Regions from separate parts of the Zea mays genome. Here region 1 is linked to region 2. Evidence: chromatin contacts called from public Hi-C data. All regions are on one chromosome and are shown on one strand. Each heading gives the region's core, a stretch centred on a gene start, on an enhancer-like site or on the middle of the called end of the contact. The rest is flanking DNA. Distances are from core to core; before and after follow the strand shown.

What was found. A called contact is a pair of places that touch in the nucleus more often than the background predicts.
Region 1: a Hi-C map of leaf shows a contact between it and region 2, with 2.7 times the contacts expected there. The contact joins the promoter of LOC100282090 here to the promoter of LOC103639286 in region 2. A contact is called at or near these places in 12 of 25 Hi-C or Micro-C datasets (bundle sheath, ear, endosperm and 3 more).

What each region holds. Positions count from the first base shown.
Region 1 is chr9:144,827,561-144,833,225 of Zm-B73-REFERENCE-NAM-5.0, reverse strand. LOC100282090 (IN2-1 protein) reads right to left here and starts at 2,188. Exons shown (of 10, transcript NM_001155003.2): 1 at 1,984-2,188; 2 at 1,726-1,800; 3 at 1,563-1,623; 4 at 1,359-1,445; 5 at 1,154-1,252; 6 at 957-1,065; 7 at 788-864; 8 at 542-649; 9 at 325-405; 10 at 1-214. The coding sequence starts at 2,006. The coding sequence ends at 206.
Region 2 is chr9:144,699,311-144,705,187 of Zm-B73-REFERENCE-NAM-5.0, reverse strand. LOC103639286 (ecotropic viral integration site 5 protein homolog) reads left to right here and starts at 3,095. Exons shown (of 18, transcript XM_035962698.1): 1 at 3,095-3,550; 2 at 4,244-4,313; 3 at 4,406-5,254; 4 at 5,347-5,526; 5 at 5,620-5,733. The coding sequence starts at 3,510.

The DNA of each region.
Region 1 (5,665 bases), core at 939-3,438, 130 kb before region 2:
ATATATATACAGTGACATCGACACGTCACCAAAGCAAATATAATACCTGGACAACTAGTTTATTTATTTTCAGAAGCACAGCCATTACAGAAGGCCATGCCTTATTGAAGACCAGATGTAATATCCAAGCACACAACCGACTAAAACGAGCTCCGATCTACTACGCTGGTGCTTCTGGCGAAAGTCTCGTCCTTGGTCACAGGCTTTAAGCAATCTGGATGTTCAAAACGAAGGTTGGTCAAATGTTTTGAAATTAGCTGAACAAATATAGATCGATCGATATCAAGGCAGAACAAAATTAAGAAAATACGGAGTGTTCAATACCCCAAGCCGCTTCTTTGTTTGCTCAAGCAAAAACTGCGGGTCCAGTTTAGTCTGTGTGTACGCATCGATCTTGTTCACTTCCTGAGACATACAAAGTTTCTCATCAACGAAGCATTATCAACATGACAAAAGGATCGTCTCAAACAATGTTAGTGAACGAACGAACGTATTACAGATATAAATCCTAGTCAATTTGAAATCCATCGGCGTGAGCTACCTCGATGAATTTCTGAAGGTTGGGTCTGCCCTTTGTGACGTCATAGTTCTTTATATTGGAATAGAGTATCTGAAACCTCTCGATGAACGGTACATACGCAACGTCCACCTGTTCGTGTAATAATGAAAAATACGCATCACGACAAAACCACATGCCAACTGAAGCCCACATTCGTAATGTAGATTTGATTTTGAACCCTGCTCCCGGGACGGGAGAGAACGATTCCTAGTGTTCAGCGACACATACCAGACTGAACTGACCAAGGAAGAACGGGCCATCGTTGAATTTCCCCAGGGCGTCTTCTATTTTGTCCAAGGCAGCAACTGATGTAAAGACATGGAATGAGGCAATTAGCATCTTATTGAAAAGACATTTTTTTTCCAGACAAACCAAGCATGCGAACTAGTCCTGTTACCGGCTTCCTCAGACACATCTTCCCTGTCGACTAAACATGAGTAAAATGCTTTGTTGAATGCGTCAGTGTATCCGAGCAGCTCCTCAGCGAACTGCTGCTTTGCATGATCCTGTGAAGAATCCAGAGTCCAGACGTTAAACAAGCCTGAAAAAAAAACACATTTCTACATCGACGGCGATCTTATGTATCCATACTACCTCGGGGAGCAACGATGGACCTTCGAAGTTGCTGTCAATGTACTTAACCAAATCCAAGCTCTCTCCTTTCACCTGGTTGTCGTGCTCTAGAGAAGGCACCTACGGGGGAAACAAAACAAAGGGTGAATGAAAAATGCAAGACAAAGTATCCATGAACCTTGGAAAATCTGAACAGGAGGGGGGATAGCAGATTAGTCAGACACACCTTGTTTTCTGGATAAACCTTCTCCTTGTACCACGCTGGCCTGTCAGCGAGATCGATGGCAACTATCTTAATCTTGTCCTGCAGACCCTGGACAGACGGCGAGGAACAGAAAAAGGTTTCAGTTTCCCTTTCCCGGAAGACACCACAAATTAAGGAGAACCGCTTCAACAAATCAGAGAACGGTGGTGATGGTGATGGTACCACCTTGTAGTTTCTAGCAATCCAAGCGCGCTGCGCGAACGGGCAAAGATAGGCCACGTACAACCTTCACGAGACTCAAAAACCGAACCGGGGGTTAACTTCTAGCTCATGGTCTGCACAGGTGAAGATTTTTAGTAATTAATTAATTGATAGGTCGAAAACCTACCTGGTGGTGCCATCGAAAAGGGGAGGGGGCTCGGAGGCGGAGGTCAGGGGAGACGGCAGCACTTCCTTCACGGAGCTGCACAGGAAGGAGGGAGGACTGTTCCATTAAAAAAAACTAACTAAAGAATCTCCCTCCACAGAAAGTTCAACAAACAATCGTTTTTATACAGGGGGGGGGGGGGGGGGGGGAGTTAGATCAAGAATCTGAACGGCGACAGCAGACAGAGACAGACAGGACGCCGTTCTGCTCAGTGCTCACCTTGCAGGAGCGGCGGCTGCCATGGCGGCGATGCGGCCGGTTCGGGAGGAGCTTCGAGCGTGGAGGTGGCGGTGAGCTGCATCTTCTCGTTGCCGGCAGCGAACCTTTATACGCGGCGATGGGAAGGGCCGCGGGGGAGGCGGGCGTCAGTGGTGACGGGCAACCGGGGAAAGCGAGCGAATTCTTCGTGGGAGGCCGCCGGAGGTGAGTGAATGCAGTCTGAATCGTGTGACGGATTGATTGGATGACATGTACAGGTCTACAGCCGTCCTGGGCCCGCCCAACGGCGGCCGGCCTCACTTGGACTTGGACGCGAACGCGGTGCAGGTGATGACAATTTTACCCGCGGGTTCGGATATCCACGGATATCCGACCCGTCGGTTTCGGGTTCGGGTACGAAATTTAACCCGCGGGTCTCACCCATACCCGACCCGTGATAAAATCGGGTCGGGTACGGGTTTTATCTTTTACCCGCGGGTCTTAGCGGATATCCGAAATTATTTTCAGTTTTCACTTTTCAGCCCACTAGAAACCGGCCGGCCCAATGTCCATCTTTATTCAATAATCCAGAACCCTAGTCCTCTCACCTCACGCAGTCACGCACGGAGTCACCACTCACCAAGTCACCGGTCAATGGTCTGCCCCCGCTCCCTCGCCCACTGCACGTACTGCTTCCTCCCTCCAAAGCTGTCGTAATTGTTCACGAGGCTCAGAATCATCTTAATCCCATGCTTCCTAGCCTCAGACAGCACGAAATCCAGCCCCTGAACGAACAGCAGTAGATGGAAAAATAAACCGGCAACGCGTCAGCTCACCAAGAAAGAAACAACGCAGATAAATAGCAAGAACATCTCAAGAATACGAGTCATCGGCACAAGGGAAATGAAGATTATGATGACCTGGAAGGTGTTCTCGTTGTAGCAGCCGGGAGAGTACTGCAGCGCGCCGCCGCCGCCGTCGCTGAACGCCCACGTCCAAGTCACCGGTCACGGTCTCTCACCGTCTCTCACCGTCTCTCTCTCTCAGCCTCTCATCCAAGCCACCACCAGCCGCCAGAAAGGCAGAAACCGAGCGCCCCTGGCTCGCCCAGCCCGCCCTGCGTCCCTGCTCCCTGCTCAATGCGGCAGTGCCCCTGCAGCCCAGGCGAGTGCTATTTTTTCTTTGTTGTCCAACAGTTCAAGTTCATGTAATCATGTCCAAGACTCTAAGAGACCTTCGTTGTTTTGTTGAATTGAACTTTGAAGTTTGATTCAAGTGTAAACGCTATGTACTCATATATTGCTTGCTTCTGTAACAGTAATCAGATTTATTATGCCTTTTTTTTTGTTCTATCTTGTCATTTGTCAACCATGTATTTTATTTGTGTGGAGTGTAATTATACCCGCGGGTATCCGATACCCGCCCGATACCCGATGGGTACGGGCACGGGTACAAAATCCTACCCGCGGGTATAGTCACGGGCGGGTATGAGTAATATCCGTGGGTATTGTCGCGGGCGGATATTTACCATACCCGATCCGAACCCGACCCATTGCCATCCACTCTGCGCCTGGCTGTGCTCCAGGCCCGGAGCCCTTCAGGATTTTCTGGAAGAATTCCGGCGAGTAGTTGGTAGGAGGACTGGATATGTTGCGTGGATCCGGCGTAGGTACAAGAGAAAACCATTATGGGACTGTTTACGATCCGGACCAGAAGCTAACAAAAGCGAACAAAAGGTCATAGCACTATCTCAGTCAAAATGTTTATGGTTGGGTCATTCCAAATCGTGTGTAGCCATCTCGTTCTTTCGAGAGCTTGGGCCACTACACGCTTCTTTCGCTGAGCCTTGTTTTACCTCACCAAACAAAAAGTTCAGGAGAATAAAATTGTCTTAAATTTATATGAGCATTATAAGCTCTTGCTTGGTTAGACGAGACGAACAGGATAGACTGGATATTAAGGGTATATAGAATCTTATAAGTTGTTCGCTTGACTTTAATTCAAAACGGTTTCTACTATTTTTTCTACACTACAGCAGTCCGAATCATAATCCAAAGCGAACAAAAAGACGCTCCTACCTTGTTTCCCAAGTTCAAAGAGCTTTCCTCCAATTATACAAAAGCACCGGAAGAGCCCTTTCTTCCTCCCATTGTATGAATGGATCCTTCTCTTATTTCTCCTGGGCATGAGCAAACATAAGAGCATGTACAATCATAAAACATTAGATCAGTTTTTCAAATATAAGAGACATATAAAAGACTATATCATACAACTCGGAGATTCTAAATCATAAACATATTTAAGAGACAATATAGAGAGAGGGTCGTGCACAGATTATCTCTTCGCAAAAAAACACATCACTTATATTTTTTTCGATTAACCCTTTCGAAACCTTTCAATAGACCTCATATTGAATGATGTTACATATGCCCTAAAAACGATGCGGAAAATTGTTCCTTTCCTCCCATGTGGTCACCCCTTTCGATGCTCGGTTGTCTTCCCCCACAGACAGGATGAAAGTGGGTATCCAAATTGTTAGAACAAATCTAATATTTTAAAATAAATATGTATCAAATTTAATGGCAATCTTTTTTATGTTATCATGCACATTATTATAAATAAAAATAAAATTTTGCATAAATTGGTTTATACATTATCTGGTCCTTACAACATAAAAGATGAAAAAAAATATATGTATCTATATATGAATTATATATATATTATTTGAGAAGATATATAATAAATTTGAGATTTACCTTTTTATGAATCTTTATAAGCCCAATGTTAAAAATAAAAATTTATATAGCAAATTCTATACTATATTTATTCACAATTAAAGAAGACGACACCAAAAAGTTGATATCAAGTATCCGTTTTAGATTTCCCATTCATCGCCAGCGAACGGTTCTCCTCCCTTGTCGATGCCCCATCCAGTAGTCCGTTCACCTGATCTGCATCTTTCTCCATGGGCTGGCTCTATTAGATTTGCTTCAAAGGTGAGGCTGTGATCTATGACTTGAGTGTGCTGTGAATAAAAATGCATTGAGTTCTTTACATCAGTTCACATTGGTCTCATACATACTCTATTAAATTGTATCCAACAACTTATGTATCTATCCCTTAACTCATACTTCCTCAATCCAAAAGTAAAATTCGTATTGGATGTTTTAGTGGATTCATTAAATACTTAATGTATGTGTTTTGTATATGCGTAAGATGCATCATTATCTATTCGAATATAGACATAAAAACCAATAGCTACTATTTTAGACTGGAACGAGTATTTTAAATTTTAATCTGTAAACAATAAAGTCTATAGTGTAAAATAATATTTTTTATGACTATATGGACGTTCTGCTGGAGACAGCCCAGTAGGATTGAATATAAACTATTTTATGATGTATTACATTAAACGGGCTATAAGACCAAAAAAAAAAAGAAATAGGCTAAATAGATAATTAAACGAAAACAACGTACCGCCATGTGCGTTTAAACGATTTTTATATGGGAAAGACCGTTTAGGCGAACTTAGGTTTATAAATGCCATTGTGTGCGTTATGAGATAAGAAAAAAGGAAAGGAAATTGCATGGTTGCATCTACTCGGAATGTAACTTAGTTTTTACTCTTTTTTTTAAATCTCTAGTCTTTAAAAGCACTAGTTTCAATAGTTATCTTGCGTCGTGCGTGAAGTGCACATATGTT
Region 2 (5,877 bases), core at 1,846-4,345:
AGTTCGTCGTTGTTCCCCAACCCCGCGCGGAGACGGTGGTCGTTGGAACCATCTATGCCCGTCGCGGACAACCCCCTCGCGCCATCAACGCTTCGCGCAAGCGCATCATCTTCACCGGCCACCTCCCCGGTAGGTTGACCTCAACTCCCTCCTACGGTGAAGAGAGCCTAATGGCCCTCAGACCGTCCTATGGTGGTTGCTGCCATGTTGGCCAGTGGGGGAAGAGGGGAGACGATGTCGGGGATCCTCGACGGGCATGGGCGCGTCTTGGCCCCGATGTGCTGGCAATCGACATGGCCCGACGTCGATGGCCTCGACACGCGTGCAAATCGGCGCGACGCTCCTCCCTAGGGATGGCAACGGGCACATTTTACCCGCGTGCCCGCGGGTAAAAAACCTATAGGTTGCGGGTTTGGGTGTGAGTTTGTACCCGTGGGTACGGGTTTGATTCTCAACCCGACAGGTTTTTTCTCATGGGTATGAAAATGTTGTACCCGTGCTCGCAAACCCGCATACCCGCGTGTGTGTCTGTGTAGACTGTAGAGCACATGCATCTCAATTTAGTGCCACCCCCGAAAGCTTTGAGCGAGCGAAGCCAATCAAATGATATAAAAGAAGACTACAGGCGCCAGTGAACTCGTATAACTTTTGGCTAAGATCGGTACATGTTTTTATCAGTTTAATAAATATTTATTATTATGTTAAATATATGACTGTGCCCGCGGGTAGCGGTTTTGGATAACACACGCTACCCGTCGCGGGTAGCGGGTGCGGGTACGGATTTAACATTAATCTCGCGGGTACGTGTTTGTAATGTCTGTACCCGCAGGTTTTAAACCCATTGTCGTCCCTACTCCTCCCCAGGCGTGGGCGGACGAGCCCCGTGCATGGCGGCGACGGCTAGTGGAGTTGGGACAGTTAGGGTTCGTCCCCTATTTATAATGGGCCCTTCTGGCTGTTTTGGGCCGCCTAGGCCGGCCTCTCGGCTGGGCCGACGTGTAGGCCGCCCATGCTACCACAATGGGCTACAGATTGGCCTAATTACATTGTTTTACCATTTTAATTTCCGAATTTTCGGTATAAGACTATGTTTGTATATAATTTAGTTTAACCAATTGTTAGTGCGTCTAAATTCGTCATTTAGATTGCAATTGTTATATGTCTTTGTATATGTTTGTCTGTTTTATTATCAATATACCAGAATTTGGTTCGTGAATTATTTTTGTTATTACATTTATAATTCACATATCTCTACTTGCTATTGTTTTTCGCATTCTTTTAAGTTTGCATGCACGAATAAAATTACATTACATTTATTTTGGAGTATGAGCACAGGATGATAGAGTCCTAAGCATTGAATGTGCTAAATTCTTTTATAAAGTTTAGTAACCCAGAGACCATACTTCAGACAACATTCTGAATGTCTATCACTACGAGGTCTACATATTTCTAGATGATCACATATACGTGATAACCCAAAATAACATCATATAATTTTTTTGAATATCATTTTGATAATTAGTCGAGCATGGATAGTGTAGACCTAAGCATTGGATGTGATTTGTTCAGTCGTGATTTTATCAGCCCAGAGACTGTGCTTTTAGGCAGCAAGTCACTTGCCCACTACTAGGAGATCTACCTAATTAATTTGAGGATTATTTTTAAATTGCTCACTAATATTCAAAATATTTATTCAATAGGAAGGGTTAATATGTTCATGCAACTCATATCATATGTAATTTTAAAGATTTTGCATTTGAGCTTACAACATCACCATTGTGACTCTCAATGTACACATAAATTAATGGAAGTCCATGATCATGACTGTAGGGACATGTCAACTAAAGAGTTCGAGGAACTCGATCTTGATGGGCACAATTACCCAACTTGGGGTTCATACATTAAAATAACTTTAGATTCTCGTGGGATTATCGATGTTATTGCAACACCAATCACTGGTGACAACCTAGTTAATGATGTTAAAAATAACACAACTCTTTTTCTTCTGAGGCTCTACATACATAAAGATCTCAAACAAGAGTACCTTATGAAGAGATGCCCACATAGCTTATGGAAAGCTCTTAATGAACAACAGAAGGAACTCATATGACATTCGGCCAATCATGAGTGAAATCACTTTCGCCTGCAAGATTTCAATTTTGTTGCAGAATATGATCATGCTCTTCATAGTCTACTATAAAAATTTCATTTCAATTGGACAACAGAAAATGTAGATATGGATTAATTACAAAAGAAACTTAGATTTAAAAATACAATAAAAACTTTATACTTAAATATACTGTGACGTGAATTGGTTTGGCTGGATGCCTGGATTATTGGTGCTCCTCTCGCGCTCGCCGTAGGTCCGGCGGGCGTGCCATCAGGCTGGCAGGCCTGACGACTACAGCGACAGCCGCGAGCTCCCCGGGGCCCAGCAGCGCCCCAGCAAAACAAAAAACTGTCCACGACCAAAACTTGCGGGGCCTGCACGAGTCTCCGTGCGCCACGTCGGCAAGTCAAGTGTGCTACTCCAACGGAACCGAACCGACCAACCCTGCCCACCAGATCTTCTGGAAGTGCCATGTCCTATTCGATCCAGATCCAGCAGCCCCTGCCTGAAGCGTGCACCGCAATTCACATCTTCGGTTGTGTGTATCTGAAATTGGCAAACCAAATAATGCGCGTGGACAAGCTGAAAACAGCACGGATCCACCCAAGGTAGCCAACAGACTGACTGGGACTGGTGGTAGTGTTGTGCTACTGATCGGCAGCTCAACACAACAGAGCATGCAGTACTATAGCCGTAGACAACCACTGTGCTTGGTAGGACCGTGTACTACAAAGACCGTACACGCACGCTTGATCAACGGTCCAATGCTGTTGTGCTTACCAAACGACCAGACAACCGGACGGGAGGTAGGGCAGGGCCCAAAGCTTGGGAGTTGGCCAGTTGGGACCTGACGCAGCCTGCCACACAGGAATACAGCACGCACGATCGGCAACCTGCCTGATGCATGCATTGTGTTGTTACCGAATTGCCGGATGTCCATGTATATATATTTTTTTCCTCTGACGAAGGGGGTGTTTGGTTTCTAGGGACTAATGTTTAGTCCCTAGATTTTATTCAATTTTAGTTCCAAAATTGCCAAATATAGAAACTAAAACTTTATTTTATTTTCTATATTTAGCAATTTGTACACTAAAAAGGAATAAAATGAAGGGACTAAACATTAGTCCCTAGAAACCAAACACCCCCGAAGAACCATTGATCGAGTCGTAACTCGTAAGCACCATTTGTCCATTTTGACCGGTTGCACCAAATCCAGGTCAAACCCAGGTGATTAGTTTTCCAGTCCCACTCACTCAAACCTCTCCGTCCTCCTCCTCCTCCGGGCCGGGCTGCAACCTGCGACGCTGGCGCCGGTCGGCACGAGGTGTTCCACGAGTCGCTGCGCCCCCCACCGGCCACCACGGCGCGTGCCGGGAGCAGCGCAGCGGCGGCGGCCATAATGGGCGCCGCCGCCGCGGCCTTCGACTCCGAGTGCAAGAGGTTCGTTAAGTACCGTACCGTACTCTTCTCTTCTCCACTTGAAATCCACGATGCATGAGGCAGGCGGCAGGACAGACGCGCGCCATCGTCGTGCCGCGCGCCACGTGCTCCGCGCTAGTCTAGCGTCGAACGAAAAATGGCCTTCTTTTTTTCTTTCCCTCCCTTCTTTCGGTCTCCTGCTCGCCGTCCCCAATCTGCGCTGCCGATTCTTCTTCTTCTTCTTCTTCACCAATTCAATTCATCTTCGTCGCCTGGGGCACACCCCTCGGGCGCCGCGGCAGCAGGGGGTGCGGTGCAGTTAGCGCCAGCGCGCGTGGCTCCAACCGGACTTGCCGCGATCCGTTGCAATCCTGATTCCCTTCCTCTCCAGAATTCATCCTCCCATGTGCGTGGATCTCGGGGCCCGCGCGGGCTAGGGTTTAGTATGGCTTTGGTCAATCCATGGCGTGCGCTGCCGAGGTCGTCCTGTCGCTTCTTCTTTAATGCGCGCTGATCCCCATGGACTCCGAGTCCCCACGGTAAATCCCACACAAAGGCGGGTTCCTTTGCCCATTTCGCATGCCTCCTCCTCTTCTCTCCATCTCCTGCCGTATCTTGTTCGGTTCCTTGTATTCGTATTGCCCCGGGGGTGCTAATGCCGTTGTTGGGGTTCCCTCCGGGAGCTGTGGTTGATGCTCCTGAGGTTTGGCGCAGGGACGCTTATGGATTCACGGTGCGGCCGCAGCATCTGCAGCGTTTCCGCGAGTACGCCAAGATTTACAAGGTAGTGATTTACTTTGCCGTGCTGGAAATGTTTTGTTTCTTTGTCTGTTTATGGGAAAATTTTGATTTTGCCTTTTTATGGTTGTTTGTTAGGAAGAGGAGGAGGAGAGGGCGCACAGATGGAGGGACTTCTTGGACAGGTTGGCTGAGTCAGCGAATGTGCCCACCACACCCAGTGTTTCTCCATATGCAGCTACCGACGATGGTGCCTCAGGTGCAGGACAAACACAAGGGAATAACGGCATCGGAATACATTGTGATGATGAAGAAGTGGGATCTGAGAACGCAGAAGATAACAACAAATTTGAAAGCCCGAAGGAAGCTGATGCAAGTGGCGAATCAAGGGAACCAAATGGTAAGCCAGGAGATCTGAAAGATGTAACTAAGTTGGACAAAGTGCAAGAGGAGACTGGTAGCAGCTCTACGCAAGCAATCAAAGACTTAGAGGGCTTGATGGAAGCAAGCGGGGACTTTGAAGAACTAAGAGATTTGAATGGAATCCCAGAAGAATTGGAAGAAGAGAATAATGGCAACTTGGAAAAGCTGGTAGAACTCTTCTTGGATAAGGGGTTGTTGGATGAACTGAAGCCCATAAAAGTTGAGTCCCAGTGGCGGGTGCGTGCAGCGCTTAGCATCATTGACAAAATGATGAGCTCTCGGGTAGTGAAGGGTGGTAATGGTGCAAACGATATTCATCGAAAGGATGGACCACAGCTTACTTCTATTGAAGAGGAAGGAATGACTGCAGAAGTGAGTCACGACGGATATCCAGCTGAGGTTGAGGAGTCTTGTGTTGCAGAGAAGGTGGAACTTGGACAGGAGACAACTGATGATTCTACAGGTACTGCTTTGGATAGAGACAATGATGGGTCGTATTTTCTTTGGAGGGAGGAGCTTGAGAGCTTGGTTCGTGGAGGTGTGCCAATGGCTCTTAGAGGAGAGGTGCAACTGCAGCCACTTTTGCAAATTTCTGCTGTCTGCTTTGTGTGTGAGATTTGATACTTTATGCTCACATATTATTGACTTCCCTGCAGATATGGCAAGCATTTGCAGGTGTTAGTGCTCGGAGGATTACTGGGTACTACAACAATTTGCTTGATGACAGGACTGCGATATTGGATGAAAAGGATCCCGTGGACCCAGTGGTCAATGAACAGAGAAGTGCACCGAGAAAAGCTACACAGCCTGAGAAGTGGAAAGGACAGATAGAAAAGGTTGTTTTCTGCAACAGTTTGAATTTAGAGAAAGCATGCCATGGTTGGCAAGCTCTAGTGTTTCTATACACTTGATTTCTGTTTTCATTACAGGATTTGCCACGAACATTTCCAGGACACCCTGCATTAGATGAGGATGGGAGGAATGCTTTGAGGCGGTTATTAACCGCATATGCAAGGCATAATCCATCAGTTGGGTATTGCCAGGTAGATGCCAATTGAAGGAATTTTGTCATTTTGATTTTTTATGTAGCCTCTTGCTATCTTAATCGTATAGAACAAGGTAGATTGTAATCCTAATTGGTGCATGCAAACTATGAAGGTCATGGTTCTCATGCTCAGTTGAGCATT